Regions from separate parts of the Canis lupus genome. Here region 1 is linked to region 2. The links are chromatin contacts, called in public Hi-C maps. All regions are on one chromosome and are shown on one strand. Each heading gives the region's core, a stretch centred on a gene start, on an enhancer-like site or on the middle of the called end of the contact. The rest is flanking DNA. Distances are from core to core; before and after follow the strand shown. Region 1 overlaps EEPD1 (endonuclease/exonuclease/phosphatase family domain-containing protein 1). Region 2 has its middle 27 kb from the start of HERPUD2.

What was found. A called contact is a pair of places that touch in the nucleus more often than the background predicts.
Region 1: a Hi-C map of blood shows a contact between it and region 2, with 4 times the contacts expected there. The contact joins two enhancer-like sites. A contact is called at or near these places in 3 of 9 Hi-C or Micro-C datasets (amygdala, blood and skin fibroblasts).

What each region holds. Positions count from the first base shown.
Region 1 is chr14:47,806,443-47,813,704 of UU_Cfam_GSD_1.0, forward strand. EEPD1 (endonuclease/exonuclease/phosphatase family domain-containing protein 1) reads left to right here. Exons shown (of 8, transcript XM_038557333.1): 4 at 190-300; 5 at 3,885-4,019; 6 at 6,791-6,929. Among named protein-coding and RNA genes, the nearest start is that of ANLN, 95 kb to the right of the region's middle. Within about 2 kb of position 2,974, at least 3 of the 20 cell types and tissues checked have an H3K27ac peak or open chromatin away from gene starts, as enhancers often do.
Region 2 is chr14:47,405,609-47,412,324 of UU_Cfam_GSD_1.0, forward strand. No RefSeq gene overlaps it. Among named protein-coding and RNA genes, the nearest start is that of HERPUD2, 27 kb to the left of the region's middle. Within about 2 kb of position 4,878, at least 4 of the 20 cell types and tissues checked have an H3K27ac peak or open chromatin away from gene starts, as enhancers often do.

The sequences.
Region 1 (7,262 bases), core at 1,724-4,223, 400 kb after region 2:
CTTTTTCAGACCCCTGGGTCTTCACAAACCCTAAGAACATAGGGAAAACGTCCGACAAGTCTCTGAATAAGGCTGATGAGTCAGGGTCAGGCATCTCCTGGTTCCTCAGGCTGCTGCCCCCCCCACCCCCCCGCTGGCCGCAGGTGCTGGATGCAGGATCACACACCGACCTGTGCTCTGTCTTTGCAGTTCTGTACGGAGCTAAACCAGCCCATCCTGCCCAACATCCGCAAGTGGAAGGGACCCCGGGGATGCTGGAAGGCGGTTGTTGCTGAGATGCCCTCTACTCAGCTCCAGAAGGTACCTTCTTCTGCAACACCTGGATTTTATCTCCATTTTGTTGAAACAGCCTTTTCCCCTAATCACAGACGTTTAAAATTTTTTCTTTGCCAACATCCTCGATGCTGTTTTGCGTTTCTGCACGTCTCTTAGCTCTTTGCCATTCATCTCAAAATGCCCTGGTTCTCGTTTCGTATGTAGATCGGGAATGGACTCCTGCCCAGACGGAAATGGGAGTTGGGGGTGTTGGGAGGAGAAGAGAAATCCTGTCTGGAGCCAAGGCTGCGGATGGGGTATTTCTGTCCTTTGTCCTCTTAATCCCGTCTCCACAGTTCCATTCTCTGCCAAGTTTGTGGAGAGCCCATTGTTTCTTGACTGAAAACTTCAGATTCACTTAATTCATACGCAAAGCGTTTGCTTTCTGAGGTAGAAATTGTGCACATGGAAATGTTCTGTGGGCATGTTGAGCAGATTGTCATTTTGAATTTTCTTTCGTTGGTAGTTCCCCTGTGGCTGTAGGGATATGTTTCACTCTTACAGATCTATGCAAGACCAGTTTTTACACACTAGGAGTGTTTGATATTCGTGGGATTTTATTTTATTTTATTTTATTTTTAGTTTTTATTTATTTATTCATGAGAGACACCCAAAGAAAGGCTGAGACCTAGGCAGAGGGAGAAGCTGGCTCCACGCAGGGAGCCCATGTGGGACTCCATCCCAGGACCCCGGATCACGACCTGAGCTAAAGGCAGGTGCTCAACCACTGAGCCCCCTGATGTCCCAATATTAGTGGGGTTTTGGATTTTAAAATAGACTTTCAAGAGTTAATCATGAGTCAGAAACTGTGTCATTACATAGTTTTTCTATAATGCAAATGTATTTTTCCTCTCTAGTATACCTGTTTATAAACATACGTAAATAACATTTATGTGAGTGATATGGATGAAAAGTATCCAACCATTTATTGACAATAAGCTCTCTTTTTAGCTGCTACTTAAAAATGTGATGTAAATCTTCTTTCTCTGGGTTTTATGTTTTGGAGTGTAAATGGTTACTATAGGTGACAGCCAGTGTACATTCCCCATAGGCTAGAAATTAAGCCAAATTGGGACATAGCTAGTCTTTCCCTCGGTAGCCCATGGCTGTCCTTTCTCAGTCTACATAGAACTAATAATACCATCTTACCTTTAAAAAAAAATAGCACTTTGTACATATGTAGGTTCACTAAGCTCTTGTAGTCCACTTAACACTGCTTATCTGCTGGGAAATCATCAGGTTACTACGTGCCAGGCACTGTGCCACATGCCAAACATACATGGGTGAGAAACACAGACCCAGGGACCCAGCCCTGCCTGGTTTTAGTCCTTGCAAGCCCAGGGCCGGAATCCAACCTGAGCTGACATAGCCCCTCCCTCAGGGAGCTCCCGGCCTATTGGAGGCATGAGGCGGGGAACCCCACTCGAGGCTGGGGTGCCTAGGCCATTGGAGGACAATGTGCAGTTGCAGGGAGACCCGAGTTCAAGCCACTTAAACTTCTCAGCCCCAATTCCTTTATCTCTAAAATGGGAGCAATAGCCCCTTCCTTCTGTCAATCAGCAGGAAGCTGTAGGATTTGAAAAGATCAGGTGCACTGAAACACAGGCCAGGGCCTGGCGGGCCCACGAGAGGCACTGCTGGCCTGGAAGTCCACACCTGTGTCAGGCTGCGGCTGGGCCATTGTACACTTGTTGCCGTGGGGGCAGTGCGCCTAGTGTGGACACATCTCCCGGTGTCTCAAAAGATGCAAATATCTAGACTTTAATGTGAAAGTTCCTGAATTTTGAATATGAACAGATAACCGAAAAAAATTTTTAAATGCTGTTGAATAAATTGTGTCTGCAAGTTGCATGTGTTCCATCTCTACCCAAGACAAATGTGGGCAGGTGGTGGCAGCAACTGCCATTCCCCCAGGGCCTGAAGTGACATCGGGTGCCCCTGCTCAGCTCTCAAGCCCTTGCCCCACAGCTGGGCGGGCGGGGGGGGGGTTGGCGGCTGTAGATGAGAAGGCCCACACCTATAAGGCAAGACCGTCTGCCCGGCAGCCCTCTGGCTGCCACACGGCGGGGTCGGGCTCGAACCCAGGTGGAGCCCTGGCTCCAACACTCCATCTCCTACTGCCCCTAGTGGAGGTGCGGCCGTTCTTCAAGAGACAGGGCCCCCGGGACCAGGGGTCGGGAGAGACCCCCAGAAACACCTGGTGCTGCTGGAAAGGCGGGTGAGCAGGTGTGAGGGGCGGCACCGAACAGGCAGGTGCTCCCCGGAGGGCTCCTGGGCAGTGGCCGGTGCGCCCTGGGGAGCCCCTGAAGCTTTTAAGCAGAGCTGAGCCTCGGAGAAACAGTAAGTGGGAGGATAACCCTCCAACGCTGAAAGGGCAAATCCCATTTCACTCACTTTACACCCAAGGAAATAGGTTTAGAGAAATGGAAGGCTCCGTGGTCTCACGGCTGAGTGACACGGGTGGCACGAGATCCAGGGCTTCCAGTTCTTAAACTGGCGTCCTCTCCGGCCACAGGCCTGTGGTCATAAATGTCAAAGTGCACAACGTGCAGAACATGGTTCCCCTCCCTCCTCCCCAACACGAGTTGGTCTGGTTAAGGTGCTGAGCCCAGCAAGGCCTGGGGCTGGGACCTGAGCGGACGCTGGGGACTCAGCACAGGCCACTCTGGTTGTGCAGAGTCATTTCCTCTCTTTTGGTAATAAGTGTCTCCGGCCCCTCCAGCGATGCCACAGATCCCGCTGCCAACCTCTGGCAGCAGAGCCTGCAGATGCTGGGATGGGCTGGGAGAGGAGGCTTTTCCTCTTTCCAGAAGGCCCCACGGACAGCAGCAAGAAACAGGCAGGTCATCTGAGGCCAGAGATAGTGGTGTTTAGTGTCAGGCCTCAGGACACCCCTGACGCCACCCGCTGGCCCTCACAGGGCCCTGTCCTGGGGCTGCAGGCCCCTGTGTGGGCCCTGTCCACCTGCAGAGGGCCCTTGACCGGGTCTAAACCCCTGGGACTCTTAGCACTGACCTCCATCCAGCCAGCAAATATTTATGGAGGATTTACTAGGTGCCGGGTACTTACTGGTCGTGAGCTGCAACTAATCAGTAAGCAAAGCCCACCCTTTGGAGTCCTCTATTTGATTCTCAGCATCGCTGTTTACCAGCAGTGGGGTGTTAGGGAAGTTACTTAACCTCTCTGGGCAGCTCAGTTCCTGCTTGGTGGACGCGGGTATGAGTATCTGACTCCTGGAATGTGATGATTAAAAAGACAACTCTGTGCTTAGTCAGGGCTCCCCTCACATCCCTCCCAAAATGATGAGAGCCCAGGCACCCTTGGCTGCGCATAAACCTCTGAAAGTGGCAGCGTGGGAAGTTTGGGGCAAGGGGACAAGGAGGAGCACGCTATAGCTTTGGGGTCTCCTTTTGTTTCAGAAACAATCCCCGTGCATGTGATCCCAGGACCCAGTGCAGAGACCCCCCCCCCCCATCTCCTGGTTTCTCCTGCCTCCTCCCCCAGGTAGGGGCTGAGCCCTGCCACAGAACCGACTGCTCTCCAAACTGACGCGCCCCCTTCTCCTGCAGGGCGCCGGGTTCTCAGGATTCCTGTGGGATGCTGCGGCCGGCGTGGAGCTGAGAGACGCCACCTCGCAGGAAAGTTCTCCTGGCAACGGGCACGGGAAGCCGTCGGGTCCCAGCCCGTACCTGGCGCGTTTCAAGGTACCGTTTGTGTCGCTGTGAAGGTCTACTTCTAAAAGGGGGGTGGGGGGATCCCTGGGTGGCGCAGCGGTTTGGCGCCTGCCTTTGGCCCAGGGCGCGATCCTGGAGACCCGGGATCGAGTCCCACGTCAGGCTCCCGGTGCATGGAGCCTGCTTCTCCCTCTGCCTGTGTCTCTGCCTCTCTCTCTCTCTCTCTCTGTGTGACTATCATACATAAATAAAAATAAAATAAAATAAAAAAATAAAAGGGGGTGGGGGGAGTCCCTTTGTAAACTGTGATCCAGAGCAACCTCATCTGCTCTGTCTCAGGGCCAGGTTGCCATGTCCTCTTGGGGCTCCCTTGGCTGATGAACTTGTCCAGGGCAGGAATGCGAGGGCCTGGGGGTGAGGGGACTCTAGCTCCAATAACACTGGCATTTGGGCAGGAAGGGGATCAAGTGGCTGGTTCCCAAACCTAATACAGGTCAGAATTACCTGGGGAGATTTTTTTTAAATCAGGTATTCCTGGACCCTCCCCCGAACACGCAGGATTTCTGGAATAGGGCCCAGGACTGCCTGTTTTTCCAAGGCACCTTTAGGGCTTCTTCATCCCTCTGATATTTGGAAACCACTGGATTTAGAGGACAGCAGAACCTGTATCGAGGACAAGGGGATGACCCTCAAGGGGTCATTTGGGTTCAGAGGGGATGCAGGAGGAGCCTCTGGGCTCTAGGGTCAGGGCAGCCCCACCACTGACCTCCTCCAGATGAGCCCCTCACATGGGAGCGTTGGCAGGCTGATGTGAGCTCTCCCTCTGATTCGCCTGCATGTCCCTGGGCAGTGCTCAGAACGGCCAACGGTCAGGAGCTCGGAACTAGGGGGAACAAGGAGCCAGCAGCCAGAACCCATCGCCCAGTGGGCACTCAATGGACCTTATCCCCACAGCACTTACCTGTGAAATCACAGGGTCGGGCAAGAGCGGGCCCTTGCTACCGAGCCTAGCAAGCCACCTGTGGGGGTCTGAGGAGCCTTCCCCCTTCTGTGTGCTCCAGACCAGTTCGGGAGCCTCAGAGTTGCTTCGAACCACAGCACAGTCTCTGGCAGCTCCCGGCTGGGGCAGCCCTCGGGGGCTGTGTTGGCTCGGGTTGGGGTCTAGTCCAAGATCCTGCCCCTCCCTAGCTGCAAGGTTGCTGGGGTTCCGTGTGCACACCCACCCCGGGGTGTCTTAGGTTGCGCTTAGGAGACAGACGTGTAAAATCAGCCAGTTATCATCTTTAAAACCTCCTAATGCCGCACTGGCATTAAAATTAAATTCATGAGTGACACACAGAGAGAGAGGCAGAGACACAGGCAGAGGGAGAAGCAGGCTCCCTGCAAGGACCCCGACCTGGACTCGATCCCGGGTCTCCAGTATCACGCCCTGGACTGCAGGCGATGCTAAACCGCTGAGCCACCAGGGCTGCCCTGGGCTGCTTTTCTTTTTATGTAAAGTGGTTATACGTGCTTTTACCTGGCAAGACAACCCCCAGACCAACCAATGTCTCTAAAAGTCTGGATGGTTTTTGTTTGTTTTGTTTTTTAAGATTTGAGAGAAAGAGAGAGCGAGCACACAGGCATGAGCGAGGGGTGGGTGGGGGCAGAGGGAGAAGCAGACGCCCTGCTAAGCAGGGAGCCCCATGTGCGGCTTGACACCAAAACCCCAGGATCATGACCTGAGCCGAAGGCAGATGCTTAACCAACTGAGCCACCCCGGCGCCCCATGGCTGGCTGCTTTTAATGGCCAATGAGAAAATGCTACCGTGTCCTGAATTATTGGTCCAAATCCTTTAACGTGCTTAGACGGGCGCTCGGCCTCCTATCCTTCACGCCCCAGTCTGGGCCGGACAAGTGGTATGGTGTGGAGATGTGCCTTGGCTCTAGCCCCCTCCCTTGGCGGGGTTTCCCTACCTGTGGCCTCATGGTTCCTCTGTGGTCACAGCTGCAGAGAGCTCTCCAGGCTGGGCGGTGGTGGGCAAACTGGGGTCAGCCTCCACTTCCTGGGGGCTCCCCCTGCACCCCCTTCCCTCCTGGCAGTGTTTAGTGTTTGTTGCCATGACAAGCGGAAGGGCAGGATTGCTAAACCCCGAGCCGCTGAGCGATGCTGTGGTGCTCAGGAGACGGGCTCTGCCTGCAGGCGCCTGGACCTGCCCACCAGGCCCTGCACCCTGGGGGTGCAGGATCAGGGCATAGCCCGTGCTGCCGACCTTCAGCCAGATTCCCCGCTTGATGCATTTGAAATCTGGAGAAAGGGAGCATCCGGGCATAGTGGTCTCCAGAGGGAAAAGCAGGCAAAGGGGGGCGGGGGTGGGGTGGGGAAGGAGACGGGCCCCAGCAGGGGGTCCTGGCAGAGGGCTCGCCAACTGGCCCTGGAAGGTGAGAGCCCCAGTCTTGGCTAACGACCGGCTGCCAGAGCCACCACCTCCTCCGCCTTTGGAGTTGCTTTGAAGGAAAAAACAAAAAACCCAAACCTGACATTTCCAGATGTGCCTGGTTTTTCCAGACCCTCGGTTGGAGGAGACGGTGTGATGTAGGGGAGTGGACTGATAGAACAAGGGAGATTTCGGTCCTACAGGTGCCTCAGAGAAAAATCTAACCTGGCACCACCTTGCATGAGCTCTCGGGGTGCAAGCTACTTGGTTTGTGTTTGCTGTTGTCAACACCGTGCAGGAAGCGATTCGTAACTGGGAAGTAACGAATCCAGGAAATAGGAACATCTAAGCCCGTCCCTGTTGCTTTGTTTCCTCTCGCCTCAGGTGGGAAGTAATGACTTGACCCTTGTGAACCTTCACCTGGCAACCTTGGTCCACCCAGGGGGCGAGAATCCAAGCAGGAATCACAGTGACAGCCACCGCTTGGCTAGCTTTGTACAGACCTTGCAGGAAACCCTAAAAGGTAGGAAATGGTCTCTCTGTCCGTGGCTAGGTCCACGGCTCCCACTTCTGGAGGGTGGGCATGGGGTTGCCTCTTCCGGGCATTGGTCCTTTCCCTTAGGCTGTCAGCGGTGGTGCATACTGAGGCACAGAAGACCACTATAGCCCCTGTGTTCAGGGAGCCCGGCCACCCCCGTGCATGGGGACCTCTTTGTCTCTTTGGGCCTACTGTGCACGTTCCGTGGTATCGGCTAATGAGCTCTTCTCTTGGATGGAAAGGATTAGGGGAAAAAAAGTGCTGACGCCTTCCCCCGTGACAGGTCCTCGTGGGTTCAGCTGCCCTGGTGGCAGTGCC
Region 2 (6,716 bases), core at 3,628-6,127:
CCACTTCCATGATCTGATCATGCAGGTTCAGGAGCACATGATAGGGACTCCTCATATATGTGTAGGCAAGGACTACAGATTATTTGGCGGTTTCAGTTACCCTTCCTGGACCGTTCAAATACAAGAGTAACGTCTTTTATTAAAGCCGAAACCTGCAGAATCCTCCTTCAATCTTTTATCAGAAAAAGAATAAGTCATTTAAGAGGATTTTTGCATTTCTAATAGCAGACATAAATATCAGTCTGGAAAATAGCTGAGTGTAATAAAAAATATAGTCTCTTATAACACTGAAAACTTTATAGTAACACAAAAATACCATTCCTCTACCTCATCCTCCCACTCTTAGCAACTCCTGTCCACAATTTCAAAAGTGACATTAGAAAATCCTTTTAGGGACACGTGGGTGGCTCAGCGGTTGGGCACCTGCCTTCAGCTCAGGGCATGATCCCAGGATCCAGGATCCAGTCCACTGTCAGGCTCCCTGCGAGGAGCCTGCTTCCCCCTCTGCCTGTGTCTCCGCCTCTCCCTCTCAGTCTGTGTTTCTCATGAATAAATAAATAAATCTTTAAAAAAAAAAAAATGAGGGGGGCAGCCCGGGTGGCTCAGCAGTTTAGCGCCTGCCTTCAGCCCAGGGCCTGATCATGGAGCCCCAGGATTGAGTCCCACATCTGGCTCCCTGCATGGAGCCTGCTTCTCCCTCTGCCTGTGTTTTTGCCTCTCTCTCTCTCTCTTTCTCTCTCTCCCCTTCTCTCTGTGTGTCTTTCACATGAATAAATAAATAAAATATTTTTTTAAAAAGAAAGAAAGAAAGAAAGTCCTTTTAAATCACCTTTTACCTTGAAGTCAATTTAAAAAGTGTGATCAGGAATAAAAACAACATAGGTGCTAAAAGTCTGAAAATAAATCTTGATGATTGCCAAGTATCTAATAACCTGTCCACCAATACTCTGTTTAAAAAATATAGATTTTCATGGTGACTGGGTGGCTCAGTTGGTTAAGCGTCTCCTTCAGCACAGGTCATGATCCCAGAATCCTGGGATAGAGGCCCCTGTTGGGCTCCATGCTCAGTGGGGAGTCGGCTTCCCCCTCTGCCCCTCCCCCTGCTCATGCTTTCGAGCACATGCTCAATCTTTCTCAAAATCTTTTTTAAAAACAAAAATAATAAAAAATATTCATATTTATGAATAATGGATTATAATGACTCACCTTTGTTTTATTTTAATTTTTTTAAAGATTTTATTTTTTATTTATTTAGAGAGAGAGAGAGAAAGAGAGAGAGAGAGATTGAGAGGCAGAATCACAGGCAGAGGGAGGAGCAGGCTCCATGCAGGGAGCCCGATGTGGGACTCGATCCCGGGTCTCTAGGATCACACCCCGGGCTGCAGGCGGCGCTAAACCACTGCGCCACCGGGGCTGCCCAATGACTCACCTTCGAACAGCCTGTTTCACACTCCTTTTTAGCTTTTAGAAGCACCCCAAACTTATTGCTACGGGGAATTGCCCTATTTGGCCTTGTTTCAGAAAGAAACCACCTACTTTTGTGGAAAACCATCCTCATCATGTAATGTTTCAGTCCATTTTTCCCCAAGATTTTTGCCCTCAAACAGCAATTATATCATCTCTTGGGAATATGATAAATTTATGTTAAAAACTCTTGTTAAGATTTCCTTTCCTGGGGGATTCCTGGGTGGCTCAGCGGTTTAGCATCTGCCTTTGGCCCAGGGCATGGTCCTGGAGTCCCAGGATCGAGTCCCACATTGGGCTCCCTGCATGGAGCCTGCTTCTCCCTCTGCCTGTGTCTCTGCCTCTCTCTCTGTCTCTCATGAATAAATAAACAAAATCTTAAAAATATATATATATTTCCTTTCCTGCTCTACATAACATCCTTACTGCCATAGAATTCACAAATTACATTTAAGGAATAAGGGACTTTCATTTCTTAATTTTACTCTCATTAAATCTTCTAGAACATTTATTAATTAAAGAGGATTGGTTTACTGAAGTGTGTCCATTAAGTGTGTAGGGCATGCTACTAGTCAATTGCCAGGGCTCTGAATCAGTAGGGTTTCATGGTCAAGTATAGGTCTCTTCAGACTCACAGTCTCCTTCTCATCTCCCCTCACTCCCACAGTGTTTCATCTCACTGCTATTCGTTCTTACTCCTACTAATAACTCCACTTAGATTCTCGCATCCCATCTCCTTCCCCATAACTCCTTCCGCACAGTAAGTTTCACTCTTCCCACCTACTTTAGTCGCATCTGCCTTGATCTGTAGGCATATTTTGCCTTAAACCCAAGGCAGGTGGACAGAGGCAACACTATCAGCCCGTCCAAGAAGCGCTGCCATCGTGGAGGGTGGATAAGCAGGTGGTAGCAAGAGCATCCAGGTGAATCTGGGCCAGGCCTGGGGACATGCTGGCCTGGCCCACTCACAGAAGGCAACATGAAGTGGGAGGCGTTACCATTACTGTAGCCAAGATTAGATCCAGTGCCCGTGCCATGTCCAGCAGTTGGGGGAAGGACCAAAGTCGGCGTGGTACAGCCAAAAGTCTACTTTGTGTGCGTTGGCTTTAACAGTACATGGGTGCATGTAAGTGCCAGCAGCTGAGCCGAGAGCTGCCAACACCAGCAGAAATCAAGAGCGTCAGAGAAAATGTGATGGCAGAGGAGCCCAGCCCAGGAGTTGCTGAGGCACAGGTTTAGAAAGCAGACAGCAAAACTGGCAGAGGCTGCTGGACTGATCAGGCCCCAGGAATGAGAGAGAGGCTGGCACAGGTGAATGGCAGCTGCGGGGCAGGACAAACCAGCTGGGCCAGTACCACAACTGAGGCTCTGATCAGGGAGGTTGAGGCAAGTCTGAGAAAGTAGAAGAGACCTAATAGAGTGGCCAGGAATGAACAGACACAGGGCAGGCCGGATGGCTGTTCTGATGTGTCCAATTTTCCAGCTGTGATCAAATAACCAAATTAAAATCTAAGTCAGTTTAGGCCAAGGTCAATTTGAATTCTGTGCTTTGCTGGAGATACAGGATCATTAACTGTATCGATAATGCCCTTGCTAAACCCATTCTGAAATGGGGGCAGTTGTATCCCTTATTATTGGTCTGGATGTGTTCAACAAAAAGGAAATGATGGAGGCAAAACCATGCAACTATTTTTTTTTTATCTTTAGAGAGAGAGCACACACATTCGCAAGCAGTGGGGGAGGGGCAGAGGGAGAGGCAGAGAGAAAATTTTAAGCAGGCTCCACGCCCCGCACAGAGCCAGAGGTCCAGCTCGATCTCACGACCCTGAGATCCTGACCCGAGCCAAAATCAAGAGTCAAGACACTCAACAGACTGAGCCACCCAGGCACGCCACCATGCAACTATTTTTAAAACTGATGCTCATTAATGAGGTCAAGGGAATCTTGAAGAGATTTAATTTGACAATGTTGAGATTCATATAAATTTATGTTGAGAATTCATGTTTCAGAAATTATTTATTTCAATGAGTCCCATTTTTATCTTACAATAAAGTATAATTTAGTGTAACTACCTACCATTTGAATACTAGCGTCATCTTTTTCTCTACACAAAAAATAGAAGAATGTTTATGCACGTGTACATGTATGCATCAAGACCAAAAATTAAATGTAGGTTAAAGTCTTTGGCTAAGAACAAAGGATTGGCAAATTCACAAACTAAAACTTATAATTGTGAAGTTAGCTAACTTGTTAGTATAATTAAGATCGTCAGCATATAAGAAAAGGTAATCCTGTCTCAGCTGTAGCTACAGATTGCAAATCTTGGGTCAGTTCAAATTTTTACCAACAGATGCCAATGACTTTGCTGAAGGCAGAAAATATTTAGAATAGAAATGGAAGCATAAACACAATCCTGGTTGATTAACATGTTCCTTGTATGTCCTTATTATGATACTAACAAATACCCAGCTTTTGAGTTGATCGGTGATGTATTCGGCATATCACAGGAGCATCATTTTTTATTTTTTTATTTTTTGGCAGAGGGAGCATAATTTTTAAACGATTTGTCCAAAGTTTCTATCAATCCATCCTAGCAACGGAGCCAAGTGTTAGAGTTACTGCCGCCTGAGTTACAACAGCTGCCCTGGGAATCTTGCCCAAACAGCAAGTTAACTGCTATTCACGGTACTATCTGGTCTTTCCCACCCCCAAACATACACAAAAGATTTTTGTCATTCTTGGCATTGGGCAATAGAAGTAGCGAGACATGCCAGCAGAACTCTAAAGGCAGAATGTCCTTCCACCTGTTTTATGCTGTAAGACAGACTTGCAAGTGCGAGGCGGTGTGGAGGGCTGTTTCCTTGAATGGCAGCTGAATGCACCAGCAGGATCCTTGGCAGCAATGCCCAGGCACCGAAGCTGGGCATTCAGGGGAGCTAAATGGAGAAGAGAAACTTGAGCAAACTGCTTCCTGGAACACTGAGAACCTAAATGGGAAATTAAGAAGCACCAGATTCTCTCTATCCTAACACCAGCCAAGGTCAGATTTCCAAGCCCCTATTTATTCCAATCTCCCCCCTCCACCCAAAAAAAAGTACTATGACAATTTATGAAGGTAATAAAAACTTTTTTTTTTCTTTGAGCAAATTGTGTTGCTCACTGCTTTATTATGCTCGCTCTTGAGAATTTTTCCCCCATCCTAAAGTAACAACTTTAGACCACAGAAGAGGTTCGTCTAGGAAGACAAGTCACTTATGCTACATCTCAAAGGGACAGCTCCTTAGGCAAAAGGATTTGGCTATTCTGGTTTACTGGTTGAACATTCTAGATGTATCACATTCACAGAAAGCCTGGGCGAAAGTCTGGCCTCTGCCTGCTTGGCAGACAAAAATCTCACCCACCCACCCACCCCCAGCAGGACACCTAGACAGAACTTGGGGCAGGAATAACTGCCTTGGTGGAGACCTCATTCCCAGTCTCGAGGACAAGCTGATAGCCAAAGGCCTACAAGTCACAGGCTTGTGTTAATTCTGTGCTCTCCCCCTGGTGCCATCCGGAAGGCTAGTGTCAAACCTAGAAGCTTAGCAGTTTCAGAAAGTAATAACCGCAGTCGGAGGGGCCTGGGTAAAATTCCTCCAGCTACTTTCAGTTTTTCAGGAAGCTTGAAAGTAATTGTTTACTCAAAGCCTCAAGGATGACTTTTAGTTAGGAAGAAAAAAAAAAAACTTGATTCCTTGATTTCCATTTGGAAAGATAAATTCATTGTTATTTAACAAATGTGTTTGTTTGCTTCTATTCAAGGCAGGGGTTCTGTGGGGGAAATCACATTAAAAGAGGTTTTCAGTGGGAAAGAGATTAGAATACATTGTCCTACAGAAAACTGTCTTAGAGATGTAAATGCTCAAATTGTTTTCAAAAATATTTCACAAACAGTGGCTTACTTCCCATTGTGCTGTGCATCTGATTCAATCAAAGTACTGAAGATTTACAAAGCTTGTTGGAGGAGTGGCTGTGGGAAATTCCAGAGCTGCTGCCGCCTGTGGAGACTTCCTTTACTGAGCGCCTCAGATCCCAGACACTCAGATCCAGATCCCACGGTCTTATTTGCCAGAACTGCAAGGAAATGATAGAAATTCAGTAGAAGTAGACCTTGCTGCAGCCAGGCGGCCTTCTCATAAAGTTAGGGATGCTTCAAAGAGGTTTTAACCAAAGCAGAGGCAGAGCATGCTTTTGGACTTTCACAGATTCAAGAAATGTTTCTTTCTTGTTTGCCCTGCTCTCATTTCATCAGCAAGAACAAAATTAGTTGTTTTCAACTGGCACAAAAGTGTATTTATTCATTAACCCATCAGGCGTTGCTCATGTAGCCATCATTTGCCAGGCTCTGAGTTAAGTGCTGGGGAAATAAAGATGGATAAGACTTTCGGTGCCACAAGCAGGATTGTCAAAAGCTGTCCTCATTCTGGGTTGCTTGGACAAGCCTGTTGGGACCTGGGCTCCTCACTTCCCACAGAAGGGATTGATTGCATCCAACCTTCCAACAGAACCAGTTTCTCCCTTCCATAGAACCAAGGTCCTCAGGTGCTGGGCAACTGGTTTTCCCAGACAACTGAGTATCTAACCTCAGACTTGGTGGTACCCAAGAAGTTAGATTATCCCCTCATCATCTAGGTCATTCTCACTCTTGCCCTATAAAGTGAGAAGCAAGGGAACAAGTTCCCTTCCTGGAAGGTCCACCCAGGGTGCGTCCAGCAGAGAATTGTGGCCCATCTCTTCTGTTTTCTTGTTCATTCTTGCTTTATAAATTTCCCCAGTAAAGCCTGTGAGATTTTGTGAAATTCATCAGAACCTTGTTCCATGACAGGTGATGAGCATGAAAGCATCCCTCTTACAGAACAATGCTTCTCACCTTCTGTAAAACTATGCAGCACAGTGCTGTAATCACCTGTTCCAGAATGAACCCTGTCCTTTGATACAAAGGATTTAATTTTCAGCTCTGGTGGGATCTGGCCAAAGGAGGGAGTTGGGATATACTGCAGGGGGTCAGCGCTAGCTTCTCAGTAGAGGAGTGAAGAGTTGGTGCCATGGAAGCCCAGGGTTCCTTCTCTAGCAGCTCAGCTCCTGTGGAGCCTGCCTGCATTAAGACTCCCACAAACATTGATCACATCCATGTTTGTTTCATGTGTTCATTGGTTTATTTTTTTAAATATTTATTTATTTATGAGAGAGAGAGAGAGAGAGGCAGAGACACA